2 separate regions of the Mus musculus genome follow, and region 2 is linked to region 1. The links are chromatin contacts, called in public promoter capture Hi-C maps. All regions are on one chromosome and are shown on one strand. Each heading gives the region's core, a stretch centred on a gene start, on an enhancer-like site or on the middle of the called end of the contact. The rest is flanking DNA. Distances are from core to core; before and after follow the strand shown.

Region 1 (5,279 bases), core at 1,843-4,342:
ACCATCCAACTGGACCTGGAAGCAGAATTCCATTTCACTCATCTCATCATGACCTTCAAGGTAAGGAATCCATGCTGTCTCGGATGCAGGCTCCAGAGCTGGGCGACTGCCACGTCCAGAGACAATGTTTCTTATGAGTTGGCCTAAATGAGAACTTAAATGTTAATTGTTGTCCTAAGTTGGGATAATTGTGTCCCTTTCAAAACAGGGACATGATAACTGCCCTTCACATGTGCTAGCTTAAGTAGATTCTTCATCCTAATTTATCTATAAACTTTTAATTAGAGACCCCTTTCTTTCTCCCATTGAGAAAGGCAGCACTTGACTCCCTTCCAAACCACGATAAAACATTTGCAGAGTGCATCTCCGATCCTTCATGGTTAGAGTCTACGGCTGAATTTGGTAACTGAAAACAAAGTAATGTTTCAAGTCTTAGGTTCCAAGATTTTGCCAAAACTGGGGGAAGAGTTTTACAGTTTCTAAAGAAAAATGCATGCCTTTTTGAATGCAGTTTTTTTTTCCCCCTCTCCATTTTTCTTTTCAAGATGTAGAATGACTCTAGGACTAGGGAATGTCTCTATACAAAGTGCCTTTGTTGCTGAAGCAGCTGCCTGAAAATGACAGGCTTCACATGGCTCAAAGTACACGTTGGCACACACAAAACTCATGATTTAATTATTGCTCCCCAGATGAAGATCACCTTTGGGTAGTTTTCAGTTGGAGTTGGGGACTTGCTGGCATCCTCTCAGATTAGGAAAAGGGGCGGAGGATCAGTTTACCTTGCTGGCAAGGAACCATGGAAATCTCGCTTCTGTCTGGTACCCAAGTATGAGAAGCAGAGGAGGAGCAAGGGCAGGCGTGGGAGTCAGAATGCAACTAGGAGGGGCATCAAGCTCTGTGGTTCCCAGGCCTCTGTACCTCACCCCTTTGCTGTCCCCCAGTGGTCCACTGTGACTGATGGGGCAGGCAGGGTGATGGAGACACCAAATGCAGCAGACAGTGGTTGGATAAGGGCTATTACTAGCTTATCAGGGACTCCTTGCTGCCTGCGGTCTCCATTCATGGGCCACACTACACCTTAGTGGTTAAATTTAAACTCTGTCCCACATGAAGATGTCATTTTTATGTTTTGTGACCTTTAAAATATTTACAGTCCTCTTTATTGATGTTCGTGGCACCATCTTACTTTGGAGAGAGCATCTGCTACACAGACATGGATGGCTCTGAGTTCATTTATGCTCAAAATCCTTAGAGTGCATATTCTGTGGAATAGTGGGCCAGAGATGAGATTCTGTTCTACACCTAGGTGCTGAAGGTTAGTCTGAGAAGGTGCTGAGGTGTGGACTGTAGGTACAGGATGTGGACCTCAGCATGAAGGACAAGGTTCATCCTTCCAGGTTCCAGCTTCTGTGAGACAGCAGGACCCACGCCAGAGCCGCGTTTGCCATGCTCTGGGCCGGCTAGTCTGTTAGCTTGTATTGTGAGAAGACTTTTCCTTGGGAAACAAAACACGTTCATCTACTCATACCCCAGATAGGAAACCCCTGACAGACCAAAGTACCCGTGCTGATGCTACCAGAATCCAGCGCATTGGTGAACCAGTGAGTTTTATTGGAGTTACAGGAATTGATGGGAAAGTAACAGTTACTTATAGAAATGTGGGTGAGGGGTTACTTACAGGAGCAGAAATGACTCAGATAGTTGCAACTCCAAGGCCCACTTCAGCATTGATGACAGCTCACAAAAGCTGGGAAACCTGGAACCCTCTGCACAGCCTGCAGGCCACTGAACAGGTTAGAGAGCGTCCTTTCTGTGTGCCTCGGTTGATCTAAACCTCTTTCAGGCAGCTCAGCTAATTACTGCTTGTCTCATAGTTGGTTCTGTCTGAGAGTTTTCTTTGCTGCTTGGCTTGCTCCTCTCAGCTTATATTTGGGACCTAGAGAATCTGGTCAGTTTCAGGGACTTCCTGGAGCTGTTTTGAGTTGTTTCCCTTCCTGCTCAAGGAGCTTCCTTCAGGATGGAATCTTTAGTTTAAATCTTGGGAGGAAAGTATTACATAACAGCCTGGCATAAGGAAGAAACTTCAGGAGCGGAGACCAATCGTACCCTTTACCTGGGCCAGGAGGGGTGAGAAAGATTTCAGAGGGAAGATATAAAGGAAAACTGCCATTGGTCTGAGAACAGTGACCTTTGCTGTGCTCTTTGGGCAAGGCTTGTTCAATAAGTACTGCATCCACTTGTTTCAAGGTCAGGGAGGTGAAGAAAGTAAGTATGGAGAAGCAGGTCCCAGTCAGCAGGACCTCAACTCTTTGCTGAGGAGTGGGAACTTCATAGGCAGTAGGGAGCCACAGACTTGGAGGTCACAAAAATAATTTTGCAAGGAAACCCGCCATGATGGCACCAAGCCCGAACTTCAGAAGTTGGGTCTCGGTGGGTTCAAGACCAGCCTGATCTATATAGCAAGTTCCAGGCTAGACTGAGATACATAACCACAACGGGTTTTGTTTTTGTTTATTTTATTTTATTTTATTTTATTTTATTTTATTTTTGAGCTGTAGATTACAGGGCATTTTAAATTTCCAAATGTCAGGAGCTCACCGGTCCTTGGAACACTTGACTGTGTATCCACATGCTTCTATACCCCACAACGCTTTGCCCTGGCTGCTCTGAGAACCGCTGCAGAGAAGAGGAGGCCCCTACTTCCTGCGAATGGTTGCTTGGGTGCTTTAGAATCTGAGGCTGACCTTGAAGTGGAGAAGGCGCGGAGGCAGGTCAGGGGAAGGAAAGGGTTGTGTCCAGGATAGCCGGGAAGTTGAAGTCCTTAGGAAGATGTGGGTCTCCCTAGCAGTACTGTAAAGGAAAGCGGGGACAAAGATGAAGAGCTCATGTTTATCCTCAACCACTCTGGCTGTGGAGGTGGCTGCTTACGAGGTGGATTAGCTTGTTTATATGCATGTGCCAGTATGTTGTTGTTATAGACAGATGTTTCCAGTCTCTCCTGGTTATTATGCGTTCAGCGGTCCCTGTGCAGCCCTAGAAGGGGCCCGAGAAGGTTGGTGACTAAGTACGGCGGTGGGAGTGGGGAGAGGCTTCCGTCCTTTAGGTGAAGTGTGTGGTTCCGGTTTCCAGCAGCTTCTTAACTCCACAGGAAATTGGATGACTGGGCAGGGTCCCTTGGGATTTAGAAGTTTCCAGAAAGTGAGAGACAAGGCAGCACAGCCAGGACAAGCAAGCTTCTGTGTGTTTCTTCTCTGCTGTCTAAGGATGCGGAGATATCTGACTAGGTGTGCCCCGCCCAAGCCTCTTAGGCCTTCCCAACTGGGAGCGTGGCCTCATGGGATTGGCCATGCCTGCACACCTGCCAGTCCAGGTTCCGATGGTCAGAGCAGCTTCTCCGTTCCCCTTCTAAAATCCTTAGTCTACAGTTCTCTGCAGTTTGATAGAAACATCGTTTTCTTCTGCCTTGCCTCCGTCAGGCAGGGTTATCAAGGATGCTAGCAAGTAGGTTAGCAGATTTTTGCTAGTTCCCAACATCAGGCTCTGTAAAAGCTCTGTCTGCCAAGTGATGATCTTACTTAATTCAGGAATTCATATTTACTTAAGCTCTGTTTTCTAGGCTGGCTGAACTTTCCTTTGACTTTTCTCCACGGCAATCTGGCTTCCTCTTCCTAAAGTGCGCACAGCATGTTCATGGCTGGGAAGCATCTGCCCGTGGCCCATTTCCATCTGCATTCTTTCTTACGTTTTACTCTTGACTGTGTCCTTCATGGCCTCCTGAAGTCCTCGGTGTGTTTTGAGGGGTTTGTCTTGTTCCTATTCCTCCCCAACCTTCTGCCTGTTCGCTTTTCTGCTTAGGCCACTGGCTGGGGAGGAGGAAGGTACGCATGCGTGAGCACACACTCGGAGCTGAAGCGAAAGGTGGTGACTGTTGCCGGCTCCTGTTCTCCCGTGTCCAGCCTGTTGGGCATTTTCCTAGAGTGCTGGCCTTTCTCTTGCCATTGGCTTTGTTGGAGGAAATTCAAGTATTAAGTGATCGCAGTGACTCCCAAATCCACACTGCAAAGCTGAATGCCATGCCCACATATGGCTGCCCTCAAACGAGGTTGAGAGGCTCGCTGCTCGTGCCATTTTCAGCCCAGCCACCCGTGCTTTGGGGCCTATCTGCTTCTCCTCTAAGATCTAATAGATCGAGTGTATGTAACTCAGTGCAGTGTGCTGTCACTAACAGGACAGTAGACTTCATCTCTCTCTGTCCATGTTATACCTTTAGAGTGTGAGACCTTCTTCATCTTTTCTTTGGTTCCTCTGCTTCTTGTCATCTTCCATGTTTAATGACAGTGCTGTCAGAGTTATTTTCTATGTATAAGCTTTCATTTTGTTAGGTCCCATAAATCTTTTAGTGTTCTCACTTATATGGCAAAAAGGCAAAGAAAGTCTGTTAGCATGTCAAACAGTAATGCCCCCCTGTGCTGCACTGGGCATTGAACCTGGGGCCACCCAGAGCTGAATCCCCAGCCCGAGATCCAGTTTGATGTCATCCCTCTGAAATAGTCTCTGGTTTTTGTTTTTCCTTTAAAACTACTTACTTTTGTGGTACAGTATGCATATCAGTATTCCCCATTCTTATGTGTACCACTCAGTGATGTTAGACATACTCAGGATAGCGCAAGACTATCACTGCTGTCAGTTTCCAGAACTTTGTCATCACCCTAGATAGGAACTTGAACTAGTCACTAAATAGTCACCCCTGCTGTCTCACCCCTCTTCCCCATGACCCCTTTCCATTCCCATCTAAAACCCTAGGTGTTTCATATACATGAAATCATAATATTTGAAAATGTATATGGCTTATTTCACTTAGCACAGTGCCTTCAAGGTCCTTGTATGTTACAGAGAGTATGGCATCCCTTCCTTTTGCAGCTAAATTAGTCTATTGTATTTATCACATTTAGTTCTTTCATTAATTTATCTACTTATTCACTTTATATCCCATTATACAACCCCTCCTTCCAGCCCTACCACAGTTCCTGCCCCCTTTCTTCCCTCACCTTCTCTGAGAAGGCAGAACCCCCACCCCCCACCCCCAATCACTCTCCCATCCCCACCCTTGGTACATCAAGTCTCTATAGGACTAGGTGCATCCTCTCCCACTGAGGTCAGACAAGGCAGCCCAGTTGGGGAATGGGTTCCACAGGCAGGCAACAACTTGAGGGAGAGCCCCTATTCCAGTTGTTGGGGGACCCACATGAAGACCAAGCTGCACATCTGTTACCTGTGGG
Region 2 (6,051 bases), core at 750-3,249, 1.2 Mb after region 1:
TCCTACCAATCCATGACTATGGGAAATCTTTCCAACTTCTGATATCTTCTTCACTTTCTTTCTTCAATGTCTTGAAGTTTTTGTTTGTTTGTTTGGTTGGTTGGTTGGTTTTTTCATATAAGGTCTTCACTTGCTTGGTTAGAGTTACCCCCACAATATTTCTTAGTATTTGAGGCTATTGTGAAAAGTATAATTTCCTTAATTTCTTTATCAATACATTTGTCATTTGTATATAGAAGGGGTACTAATTTTTGTAAGTTAATTTTGTACCCAGCTTCTTTGCTTAAAGTGTTTATCAGCTGGAAGAATTTTCTGGAAGAATGTTTAGGACCACTTATACATAGTATTATATCATTTGTAAATATATATATTTCTACTACTCCCCTTCCAATTTGTATCCCCTTGATCTCCTCCAGCTGCTCTAGATAAGACTTCAAGTACTCTACTGAATAGGTATATAGAGAGATGGACAGCCTTGTCTGGCTCCTGACTTTAGTGGGATTTCTTTGACTTTCTCTCCGTTTAAGTTGATATTTACTACGGGCTTACTGTAAACTGAGTATCAAATGATATACACGCTAGAGATGGAAATAGCATTCAAATGGATGTTACTTTCATAATAGGTTTTAAAATGGTCACTATTATTATCAGCTCATACTTGGGAGTCCAAGTAGATCAGTTATAGGACACAAAAGGCATTCCTCAGCCCCAAAGAGACCCTTTCACTTATATTCCCCACTCTGTCTCTGTCTCTGTCTCTGTCTCTGTCTCTGTCTCTGTCTCTCTCTCTCTCTCTCTCTCTCTCTCTCTCTCTCTGTGTGTGTGTGTGTGTGTGTGTGTGTGACTGTGTGTCTTTTGGTGAAGAATCGCAATCTGACAGTAATAGAGGAAGCAACTCTCCCCCAGGATGAACAACAGATTTCTTTATTAGAAAAAAATAAGAGACAAGTGAAAATGAGACTTCTCTATTTCCACAGATAAAGATTTTGGCTCTGGCATTTTTACAGCATTGAAAGTGTCACACTACCCACTTGTGGGCTCCAGAATATAAAAGCTGACCTGTTGGGACCCTGCCCTCCTTGTCAGAGCTGCTTGTCTTTATTCAAACCTTCAGGGTAGATGTTTCCCAAACCCCAAATTTGAAACCACTGGCAGTCATTTCTTCAATTTCTGTTTACTAACTAGACCTCTGAAGCCTTTTATGTTCAAATCTTTATCCCAAGATGGAAGACACAGTTTCTGGCCTACTGGCAGCCCACAAAGAGACTGTCTTTCACCTTCATTTTACAGTCACTTCCTCCCAATGGAAATGTTCCTTCCCTCCTGAAAGAAGGATAATCATGAAAGTCAGGAGGAAAGAAACTTCACAAGTCTAGGAAAGTTGAAATATGATCTATATTCCTCTCCTGCCAACTTAAAGACATCATAAATATTTGTGGGGGAGGGGTGGGGACAGGGGACACTCTGATCAGCTGAACTGGTAAGCAGAGATTCTTGGCCTAGTTGAGTTGCTGGTAAATAATGTACATTGCTCCAGGGCTGAAGGGTTGGTGAGTCATCACTCTGTTAGGGTGGGCTTTTGGGTGATGCAATTACTTTTGAGTCATCCCTGTTCCTTTAAGTAACCCTTCACCCACACTCCTATCAGCAACCTCAATAAAACACACACACACACACACACACACACACACACACACACACACTCCTCACTGGTTCACCAAGTTGTATTTTGATAGAGTACTTACTTTGGTCTATTGTAGGTTCCCTAAACCAGGTGAGTAGGTGTGTGTGTGTGTGTGTGTGTGTGTGTGTGTGTGTGTGTGTGTATAAGTGTGGTGACTCCCCAGTAAAAGTCCCACACAATCACCCTTACCCCCAGATTAAAATGTAGTCTTGGGCTCATGGCTGGCCTTGAGCACTTTTCTGTCCTATTGGCTCTGTTATGGTGACTATTAGCTGACTCAAGAGTTCAACACTATTCATTGGTTTCAGGAAACTTCTGAACAAAAGGTTTGGAATATCTGCCAAGTTGTCATAGAATCCTGATGACACAGCAGAAGCAGTGAGTCAGCCCTGAAGAAGATGCTCCTTCCCTGGCTCAGGCCTCTTTTCCAGCAGTACAGGGTCAGCTTGGGACATGCTACCCGACTTCCTTGCCTGTCTTGTTAGGAGTTGAGCAACAAATCCCCAGTGCCTTTGAGCAGGAAGTCTCAAACTAAGTTGTCAATCTGTAGCTAAATGATTGGGATCACATCTTGGTGAATGTAGAACCCAAAACAAACACAGCCAAGAAATAAAAGAGCTGAGATTTATTATCTATTGGAGGTAAGAAGAGCAAAGGAGGTATTTATAAGACAATGACCACCTTGAACAAAGGAAGCCTGAGAGAAGCCTATACATAGTAGATAAAAAAGCAAGTAAATAAAAAAGCACTGTCCTACAAAGTGAGTTCCAGGACAGACAGGGCTATATAGAGAAACACTGTCTCGAAAAAAAAAAAAAGAAAAAAAAAGAAAAAAAAAGCACTTCTGAGGTGGGCACATTCCTGAACATGCTCAGTTAAGAATACATTCCCGAGCATGCTCAGTTAAGAATTGCATCCATGGAAGGAGTTACAGAGACCAAGTGTGAAGCAGAGACTGAAGGAATAACCATCCAGAGACTGCCCCACCTGGGGATCCATCCCATAAACAATCACCAAAACCAGACACTATTGGGGATGCCAACAAGAGTTTCCTGATATAGCTGTCTTCTGAGAGGCTTTGCCAGAGCCTGACAAATACAGAAATGGATGCTCACAGCCATCCATTGGACTGAGCACAGGGTCCCCAATGAAGGAGCTAGAGAAAGTACCCAAGGAGCTGAAGGAGTTTGCAGCCCCATAGGAGGAACAACAATATGAATTAACCAGTATCTCCAGAGCTCCCTGGGACTAAACCACCAACCAATGAAAACACATGGTGGGACTCACGACTCTAGCTGCATATGTAGCAGAGAATGGCCTAGTTGGTCATCAATGGGAGGAGAGGCTCTTGGTCCTGTGAAGGTTCTATGCCCCAGTATAGGGGACTGCCAGGGCCAGGAAGCAGGAGTGGGTGGACTGGTGATCAGGGGGAGGGGGGGAAGGCATAGGGAGCTTTTCGGGAGGGGGGGAAACCAGGAAAGGGGATAACATTTGAAATGTAAATAAAGATAATATCCAATAAAAAATAAAAATAAAGAATTGCATCCTTAAGCATGCTTAGTTTAAGTTCATAGTTCTAAAAGGAAAGGTGGTGGACACAGTTTTGAAGATATAGTTGAAGATTATGTAGAGGTTAAAACAGTAGGCAAGAATATATCTGGACCTCCCTTTGGGCTTATCTCATATCATAAAATTGGTGTATAGGGAACACTTCTGGATATCTTCAGTGTTTTCCAAATATTTTAGCTGAGATCAAGTAGAGGAGATTTGTCCCCAGAGATGCCCACCCTCCTTAGTGGTTAAAGCTTCTTGAAGCTGTCACCATCATTAGGAGTCACATGATTCTGCTACATCATTTAGTCAACTTCTCTTCCCATTCCCCAAACCTGACAACTAATGTGTCTTAGAACTTTTTGTTGTTTTGGAGAAGGGATAGAGAACTGCTATGTAGCTAGAGAACCTGGGACTGGGACTGGGCCTGGCGTAGTAGACCAGGCTTTCCTTGAACTTGTAGTCTCCTTTCTCTGTCTCCCAAGGGCCAGGAGTACAGCTGTGTGCCCACGTGTACGGTGGTTTACATCTTTTAAAAGAACCATCTGTGGGATTAGGGGGCTATAAATTGTTAGCAAAGATTTACAATAGCAATAATGTTAGCAAAGAGTTGGTCAAAAGAAATAATCTGTTTACAGCTGTCTGTTTGCTTTCAAACTAGAATGGCAGAGCTTCGTGGCAGAGGCACAGGCTGTGTGGTACTTTCATCACTCTGTACTGTGGCTTGGCATCATTCAAGATGCTGCTAGAATTCACCAGTATGTCAAATGATATATGGTTATAGCCCTCCTGCCTCCCTATTCTTCTTCGCCCTTTCTCTCCCTTCCATTCTTCACTCCCAACTCTCTGATGTTCTCCCTACTCCTCCTTTTATTTATTTTATGTTATGTTATTTTATTGGTTACTTATTAATGAAGTCAGTAAGTCCTATTAAGGCACCAAGGAAAGACAATAAAAAAGGAGAAATGTACGTTTAATATCACATTTTCAGGTACAAGAGAGTATAAACAGTTTCATGATTGTTACTGGTAGTAACACTGTGTAAACACCCATAGTATGTTATCAACGTAACTAGACTAAATAACTATGCCAAAATTTCCTGCTCATGGGAAAGCAGTGATTAGGAAATTTTAAAACAGATTTCTCTTTATGGTCAAATTTCTTCACAAAAATAAAGTCTGCAACCAAAAAAATTTGAGAGTAGCTCCTTCACTAGCCAGGCAAGGAAAGCTGTGTAACAATAGTAAGTTGACTCAGCTGCATTGTCTGCAGCAGCTACAGAGCTGTCAGAAGAAAACAAGCTTAACGAGGCTTCTCCTGAGGAGGACAGTTGCTGTGCATCGAGGACACTAAGCAAGGCATTAATAATAGTAATTAAGAGAAAAGACAAGTGACTTAGAGTGACTGTCATCTCTTGACTAGCTCATAGCCTCTACTGAAATTGTCCAGTTTGTATCTATTTGGGGACTTGGAGCTAGTTTGGAAGTTATTAGAGAGTAGACATTTATAAATAGCCTGTGTGGAGCCACTTAAAGGTGAGAATATTTTCAAAGAAATTGAAAAAAAAAACTACAATGAATTTAGTACAACTCAAGGAGGAATATGCTATGTCAGACTCAGTGGCAATAGACATACCCGAGTTAGTGAAAACCTGTGGTGGGTGAATTCATAAATCTGGAAATAAGTTAAGATGTTTAGAGCCCGTGCTTTTTTTATGGTGTTATCAGCAGATACTCTACCATGTGCTATTGATTCAATATTACAGTACTGAAATGCTTAATGCTTAACTTCCATGGACACAGCCATAGCTAGATCTATGGATTTTTATCATTAAGCATGTAGTAAAGCTGAAGTTGGGCTGTGATGTTTTGATTTCAGGGTTAAGACAATTTTTTTGAGAACTGTCTTCAGCCATGACTAATCCTGAAAATATATGGAAATTAGTTTCGTTGCAGGCTTGCTAGTGTTTCCTTATGAATCCTACCTGAAACTACAAGTCCAACTAGTATTCTCATGACAAACTTAGGCTGTGGTAAAGTTATGACAATTAGAGAAATTTGAATGTTTGGATGATGTCTTTATTTCCTGTGTTGCCAATAGAGAAATTAAAAAGGTAGAATCTGCATTCAGTTACAAACCTGCATGCAGGTTCCTAGTGTGGTATATAGAGATCATGTGCTAGTCTTTGTTTTTGTTTACTTGTCATCTGTGGGAGCTCACTACAGAGGCAAAGGAAAGTTCCCTACTTCAAAATTCCCGTTAATTGAAAAATTGAGGTGCTTTCACTTAAACTTGAATTTCAAGTCATTCATCTACAGTTTGATGCTAAGCTAAAAGATATATATTGAGAGAGGATTTTTTTCAATTTTTTATTAGATATTTTCTTCATTTACATTTCAAATGCTATTTGGAAAGTCCCCCATTACCCCCCCCCCTGCCCTGCTCCCCTACCCACCCACTCCCACTTGTTGGCCCTGGCGTTCCCCTGTACTGGGGCATATAAAGTTTGCAAGACCAAGGGGCCTCTCTTCCCAATGGTGGCCGACTAGGCCATCTTCTGCTATATATGCAGCTAGAGACACGAGCTCTGGGGGTACTGATTAGTTCATATTGTTGTTCCACCTATAGGGTTGCAGATCCCTTTAGCTCCTTGGGTGCTTTCTCTAGCTCCTCCATTGGGGGCCCTGTGATCCATCCAATAGCTGACTGTGAGCATCCACTTCTGTGTTTGCCAGGCCCCGGCATAGTCTCACAAGAGACAGCTATATCGGGGTCCTTTCAGCAAAATCTTGCTGGCATATGCAATAGTGTCTGGG

What was found. Capture Hi-C pulls out chosen DNA fragments and counts their contacts.
Region 2: a promoter capture Hi-C map of adipose tissue shows a contact between it and region 1. The contact joins two enhancer-like sites. A contact is called at or near these places in 1 of 484 Hi-C or Micro-C datasets (memory CD8 T cells) and 1 of 9 other capture datasets (adipose tissue).

The regions. Positions count from the first base shown.
Region 1 is chr12:31,272,444-31,277,722 of GRCm38.p6, forward strand. It overlaps Lamb1 (laminin B1), which reads left to right. Exons shown (of 33, transcript NM_008482.3): 4 at 1-60. Among named protein-coding and RNA genes, the nearest start is that of Lamb1, 9.8 kb to the left of the region's middle. Within about 2 kb of position 3,093, at least 16 of the 459 cell types and tissues checked have an H3K27ac peak or open chromatin away from gene starts, as enhancers often do. A contact at or near this core is called in adipose tissue, where this site is marked.
Region 2 is chr12:32,433,217-32,439,267 of GRCm38.p6, forward strand. No RefSeq gene overlaps it. Among named protein-coding and RNA genes, the nearest start is that of Gm40375, 38 kb to the left of the region's middle. Within about 2 kb of position 2,000, at least 57 of the 459 cell types and tissues checked have an H3K27ac peak or open chromatin away from gene starts, as enhancers often do. A contact at or near this core is called in adipose tissue, where this site is marked.